Regions from separate parts of the Rattus norvegicus genome. Here region 1 is linked to region 2. The links are chromatin contacts, called in public Hi-C maps. All regions are on one chromosome and are shown on one strand. The core of a region is the stretch at or near the end of the contact, and the rest is flanking DNA. Distances in the headings are between cores, read along the strand shown.

Region 1 (3,419 bases), core at 141-2,640, 490 kb before region 2:
TAATTGCTCCCAGCAACTTTAACCGATGCTTGCCTCTGGCAGGATTCTTTCTAACAATTAATTCCCCAGTGCTGGGCGGATGGCCAGTTCCTGAGGAACAGGTCGTAACATGCTAGGCTGGACAGTGAACCCTCCTGTCCCCAGCCCTCCAATGACCTTCCAGGCACAGCTCGGAGGTGGGCCCTACCTGTTTGTCTGGCAGACCCCGTGATAGGCCTCAATGGCATCTTCCTGGTCCACGTGCTTCTCGCTGTTGGGCCAACTTGTTCTGGCATTGATGTTCGGCTCCTAGAGGACCCCAAATTAAAAAACAAAAACAAACAAAACTCTAGTTGTACAACTTCTAGGAAATAGCTTTCTAATAAGGAAGTATATCAATGGGCTTTTAGGGAAAAGAGGCAGACCTAGAGAAATAGATAGTTCCTGTTAAATAAAGGCAGGAGCATGGCTTCAAAAGGCCGTCTTGGGTGGGAGGACACACAGTCTTAGCAAGGCTTGGCTATGAGTGCAAGCACTGGGGGTTGGGGTGGGAGCTGAGAGGGCCCCTGGGAGGAACAAGCATCAGAGGCCACGATTGAAACCTTATTACTGAAGTGCTTTATCTCCCAAGCCCCACTCAGGGCCCATGTGTAGAGTGGCCTCGCCTAGTAGAACCCATTGGATGACCCAGGAAAACTTGAATCCCTCCCTCTCACTGTATAAGCTGTCCTAGAAGGTCAGACCGTCAGAAACAAATAGGAAGGAGACCCTTCCTGTAAAGGCTTAGAGAAATCTCCCCGGAACAAAATGAAGAGACAGGGCATGAAGAAACAGCCCTGAGTTTATCGATCTATGTCTTGTTTCTTTTGAACATTTTCTTTCAAAAATTTTTTGCTTTTTGTTTTTTAAATCAAAGCATGCATGCATGTCTGTACATTCAGGTGCAGTGCCTCTGGAGGCCAGAAGATGGCATCAGATCCACATGGGGATGGATTTATAGACAGTTGTGAGCTGCCAAGGAGCTAAACTCAGGTCCTCTGCAAGACCGGTGAAGTGCCCTTACCTGCTGAGCCACCTCTCTAGCCCCCTTGACCATTTTCTTAAATTCAGTAGATTCTAGACATTTCTAGCTTCCCCTCTTGAAAAAGGTCATGAAGAAGGGGCGCTAAACCCTTATGCTGCTTTCAGAGACCCCAAAGACAGCGGTCCTGCTCTTCAGGTGTAAGACCTCCATGAGTAAAGGCACACAAACCCACAGGCCTAATGCCTCAATGTCATTCCACCAAGCCCAACCGTGGCTGCCACTTCATTACCATGTTCTTGCCGGACAGTCTGCGCTGGTCAGCATTCATGATCTGGGTCCTGAGGATCAGCACCTCCTCTTTGCGGACCTCCAGCTCCTCGTTGGCCAGCTTGAGCTGGTTCAGTAGGAGGCTGTAGCTGTCGGGGGAGCTATGAGTGGAGTTATCCTGCATGGCTTGGTCGGCTACAGCCTTCCGCAGCTCATTCAGATCATTCTTCAGCTTCTTGTTCTCTGACTCGAGCTCTTGTCTCTGCAAGACAGCCAAGAGGAACACCTTGGCTACCCCATCTCTTCACTTTGTCTACCACAAGAGCAACTTTCCTTCTTTAATGAAGACACACATGACTCAGGTTCTCTGATGGCATGAGTGGTCAGGTAAGAGCTAGAAACTGAACTCATGACCCCAAGTTCTCAGAGAAATGTTTCTGATGCAACGGGTCTGCAGCATTTGCCCAGGATGCAACGTGTGCTCTGAGCACATTTAGCCATGGGATTCTTCTTTGTGGAAATGCTGGGCTGATAGCCCTGTGTGTGTGTGTGTGTATGTGTGTGTGTATGTGTGTGTGTATGTGTGTGTATGTGTATGTGTGTGTATATGTATATGTGTATGTGTATGTGTGTGTATGCGTGTGTGTATGTGTGTGAGTATAAGTGTGTGTGTATGTGTATGTGTGTATATGTACATATGTGTATAGGTGTCTGTGTATGTATATGTGTATATATGTGTGTGTATATGTGTGTATGTGTATGTGTGTATGTGTGTGAGTATATGTGTGTATGTGTGTATGTGTGTGTATGTATATGTGTGTATGTGTGTGCGTGTGAGTGTATGTGTGTGTATGTGTGTGCATATGTGTATGTATGTGTGTATGTGTGTGTATGTGTGTGTATGTGTGTATGTGTATGTATGTGTATGTATGCGTGTGTGTGTGTATGTGTGTGAGTATAAGTGTGTGTGTATGTGTATGTGTGTATATGTATGTATGTGTATAGGTGTCTGTGTATGTATATGTGTATGTGTGTGTATGTGTGTGTATGTGTATGTATGTGTATGTATGCGTGTGTGTGTGTATGTGTGTGAGTATAAGTGTGTGTGTATGTGTATGTGTGTATATGTATGTATGTGTATAGGTGTCTGTGTATGTATATGTGTATGTGTGTGTATGTGTATGTGTGTATGTGTATGTGTGTATGTGTGAGTATATGTGTGTATGTGTGTATGTGTGTGTATGTATATGTGTGTATGTGTGTGCGTGTGAGTATATGAGTGTGCGTGTGAGTGTATGTGTGTGTATGTGTGTGCATATGTGTATGTGTGTATGTGTGTGTATGTGTGTATGTATATGTGTGTATGTGTGTGTATGTGTGTGCATATGTGTGTGTATGTATGCATATGTGTGTGTGTGTATGTATGTATGAATGTACATATGTAGTGGGACAGCAAAGCTATGCCCATCCTCAAGTTGAAAGTTGTAAGCAACACGCCACTAATAGGGCTTCCTAAGGCTTCGTGTGGCCGTATGCTTTGTGACTTTCTTTTTTTTTTTTTTTTTTCCGGAGCTGGGGACCGAACCCAGGGCCTTGCGCTCGCTAGGCAAGCGCTCTACCGCTGAGCTAAATCCCCAACCCCTAACTTTCTAAAAAAACTTTTAATCCAGTGATATGCTTGTCAGCATCCCATGATGACAGGATGGGCGGAGTCTGTCTGCTCCGAGTGAGGAAGGCAAGGCAGAGTCCAGCCAGCTGAGGGACCATAGCGAGTTAAGTGCCTGAGCCGGGACGGCAGCGCATACAGCATGAACGAATGCTGAATGCATTAAGTTAAATGTGTACGCTGTCACCAGAAGATAAATGCCTTGAGTCCACGGCAGGAGGCATCTAGGCAGTGCAGAGAGACAGAAGTAGGATGGTGTCTGTGTGGGGCCGTGGAAGGGAGGAGCAGAGGCTTCAGTGGAGGCTTTGTAAGATGAATTACAGGGCGAACGGTGCTGTGCTGCTCGCACGCTATGGATGTATCCTCCAATACTGACCTTCATGAACACTTAAAATAGCAAATCTGGTAAATTGTATGCTATATATATTTTACCATAGTGGAAAAAATAGTTGGGAGGGAGGAGCAACAGAGATGACTCAATGT
Region 2 (3,273 bases), core at 447-2,946:
GATTTGCTGCTGCTGCTGCTGCTGCTGCTGTTGCTGGTGATGCTAGGAGACAGTATCCAGGGTAGAGATGAGGATATAGATGAGGCCCAAAGCAGAACTTTCACCCACCCCGAGCACTGTGGCTACTCACCTGGCTAGGTGTGGCCACCAAGGGCTGTGGAGAAGATTTGTGGGGCGAAGCAGAGCCCCGAGCAAGCATGGCCCCAACCCCTGTCCCTGACCCTGCCCGGCGCTGCAGTTCTGGATCTGAAGCAGGCCTCTTGCGCCCTCCTCCCTCATCCCGGGGCTCACTGCCGTCCCGCTCACTGCCATCCCTCTCCCGGCACTTTTTGTGGCGGTAACGAATCTCCAGCTTCGGGTCCTTCTCTGTGAGGCAAAGAGTGGAGCCAAGGTGGGTTTGGAGGAGAGGTTTGAATGGTCCCAGAACCTCTTTCTCTTTTCCTGCCCCACCTACTTGTCCAGCTCACGCTATGGGAGAGCTGCCCCTTCCTTTGGGTTCTTCCACAATTGCTCACATTGGAGCTGGCCTTCCAATTCACCACAGACCAACGATCACTCTGGCCACACAGGACACCATTATCACCCAGGATCCCTCCCATTACAGCTCCTTCATCTCTTGGAGTCCACCTCCTTCACTGCCCATGCACAAGCCTCACCTCGGCACTCGCGACAGTACCATTCCCGGATGGCCTTGGCCATCTTCTCGGTGATGCGGATGCAGTCCCCATGAAACCACTCGTTGCAGTTGTCACATCCACTGCATAGAATAGAGCAAGTGGTGGAGATGTGAGGGGTGGGTCCGCTTCACCGGGTTCCCGCCCCTGCCAGGCATCAGCCCACCTGCTTCTCCCAAACTCACATCATGAAGCAATTGATGTCCGGTTTGCGACAGATGCAGTAGATGGGGGCGTTCTCCCCATTCTCAGACTTGCTGTCCTCCCCAGCATCTGGAGGTTCCAGGTCTGAGCCATCTCCTTCCTGTGAGACCCACCCCCATGATGGCTCCTTAATTCCCTCTTCACAGCTCCACCGTGGATAGCCACAAATTCCAACTGTGTCTTCGGACTTCCCGTTAGCCTTTCCGTTATAGTTCACCCAGACCCTCCTCACCTAGTCCTGGGCCTCATTACTTTGTGTTCTACTTCCCCATCACTCAGACCTCCCATCACACTGTCAAGCATCCTGTCACTCTGACTGCTCATCGCATACACTCAACCAAACTGTCCCATTCAAGAGTTCTACACGGAGAGCACTTAAATTTATTCTGCTGTCGTCCCATCCCGACTTCCCACAAGTGTCTATAACTTAGCTCGTGGACCCCACCCCCAATGCCGGTTCTCCAGAGCCTGTGCAAATACATTCATGGCCAAGTCCTTATCTCTCTGACGAAGGTACTTCGCGTGAAGGTTTCCCACAAAACTGCCATCTGGAGTCCCCACTGAACTTCCACTACGGACCCCCTACAACGGTTCATCAAAGAACTCACAGATGGTTCACCTCAAACCTCATCACACCCCTTCACTCACCGGCCCAGAGACTGGGCACACAGCTCGCCAGGAACCCCGTGCGCCTGCCAATAGGCAGCGGTTGCCAACCCCTCCGACCTCTGCCTCTGAACCCCGATCCGACCAGGTACTCACCATATCTCCGCTCACAGAGCACCCTCTCTGGACCCCGCGCAGCAACCCGCGAAGCTGAACAAGCCCCTCGGCCGCGGTAGCAAAGGCACCCGCAACTACTTCCGCCACTGGTCCCGCCTCCGCGGTCCCGCACTCTCACTCCCCACGCCTGGCGCGACCGCTTAGCGGCAAACAAATAGGTCGCCCATCTAGAGCCTCGAATGTCTCCTTGTCGCCGCCATCTTGACCATCCAGTCCGTAAGACAGCGGAGACCATACGTTCCGGGAAGTATGGCTGCGCCTACAGTTCGGGTCGTCCGAGCGCGCCGCCACCTTGTCAGTCAAGTCCGTACGGTGGCCGCCAGAGGGCAATATGGCCGCATTTGCTTCGACGTTGGGACGCAGATGTCGTCAGCTGATTAGCGTCATCAGGCGGGCTCCGTGCGTTCCTAGGCAACAAACAGTAGCTTCCGGATCACGGCTTCCGAAGGGCGTGGCCAACTTGATATTTGACTCCGTACAGTGTCTGCTGCTGCCACAGACTGGTTAATCCTGTTACTGCCTACATGTGTCTCATTCATTCCTGCATCCAATCATTTACCCTTCGATGCTTATCAATGGGAATGCCAGGCCTCCGGAGAGGGAAATAAATGTCGTGCCAGTACCTGGCCCAGTTCTTGCTCCACTTTTATCTGCCTCCCAAATCATGTTTTTTAGCTAGGCCTAGTTTTTTGTTTTGCTTTGTTTTTTTGTTTTGTTTTGGGTTTTTTTTTTGTTTGTTTTTGTTTTTTTGGGACAGAGTCTCTCTAGTCCTAGCTGTGCTTCAACTCACTGTGTACATCAGGCCGTCCTCAAACTCACAGAAATCCACCTGCCTCTCCCTCTCAGGTAGTGGGATTAAAGTCATGAGTGATCACTTCTGACTGAAAAAAAAGTCTTAACTTCTTGAGCATGGTGGCATATGCTGGTAATACCAGCACTGATGGGGCTGGGGTTAAAGGATGCAAATTAACAAGGCTTGCCTAGAGTTGAAGTCCAGCTTGCACAATTTTGAAACCCTATTGGGAGTTTAGGGGCATAGAGAAGGAGACCAATAAATAAATAAATAAATAAATAAATAAATAAATAAATAAATGAAATGAGTGTTAGAAAAGACATTCAGAGCCAGTATTATCACGATATTAATTACATAGCCCTGAAGTGAAAACAGTGCCAAGTACAGTAATTCCCAAGTAAAAGTACGAAGGGCCTTAGTTCGACTCCTAGTATTACAAAAACAAATAATGAAAAGAGTTCTTAGGGCCAGTGAAACAGCTTAGCCAGGAAAGACCCTTGTAGCCCAGCCTGGCAACCTGAGTTCTATTCCCAGAACTTAGACAGGAGGATGGGAGGTGAGGACTGACAACCACAAATGGTTTTTGACTTCCACACTTAAATCAACTGACACCGAAAATAAAAAACATCATTCAGGCCTCGGAACCAACAGGAACAAAGACCTAGTCTGCGTGACAAAACGGAATCAAAGACTAAGTCACTGGTTCCAGGATGGGTCTGGGAAAGTCCCTAAACATACTAACCTTGCTTTTGGCCTCTGTCCTTCTCCTTCTTGCTAACTAGTCTTGTTAACTAACGTGTGTCAACCTGGAATGCGGTT

Evidence for each region. A called contact is a pair of places that touch in the nucleus more often than the background predicts.
Region 1: a Hi-C map of the A7r5 cell line shows a contact between it and region 2, with 8 times the contacts expected there. The contact joins the enhancer-like site here to the promoter of Cxxc1 in region 2. A contact is called at or near these places in 2 of 12 Hi-C or Micro-C datasets (the A7r5 cell line and frontal cortex).

The regions. Positions count from the first base shown.
Region 1 is chr18:70,578,787-70,582,205 of GRCr8, reverse strand. It overlaps Myo5b (myosin Vb), which reads right to left. Exons shown (of 40, transcript NM_017083.2): 28 at 1,293-1,532; 29 at 188-288. Among named protein-coding and RNA genes, the nearest start is that of Acaa2, 40 kb to the left of the region's middle. Within about 2 kb of position 1,390, at least 1 of the 93 cell types and tissues checked has an H3K27ac peak or open chromatin away from gene starts, as enhancers often do. A contact at or near this core is called in the A7r5 cell line, where this site is marked.
Region 2 is chr18:70,087,149-70,090,421 of GRCr8, reverse strand. Cxxc1 (CXXC finger protein 1) reads right to left here and starts at 1,696. Exons shown (of 15, transcript NM_001079698.1): 1 at 1,641-1,696; 2 at 860-978; 3 at 657-757; 4 at 131-366; 5 at 1-42. The coding sequence starts at 1,643.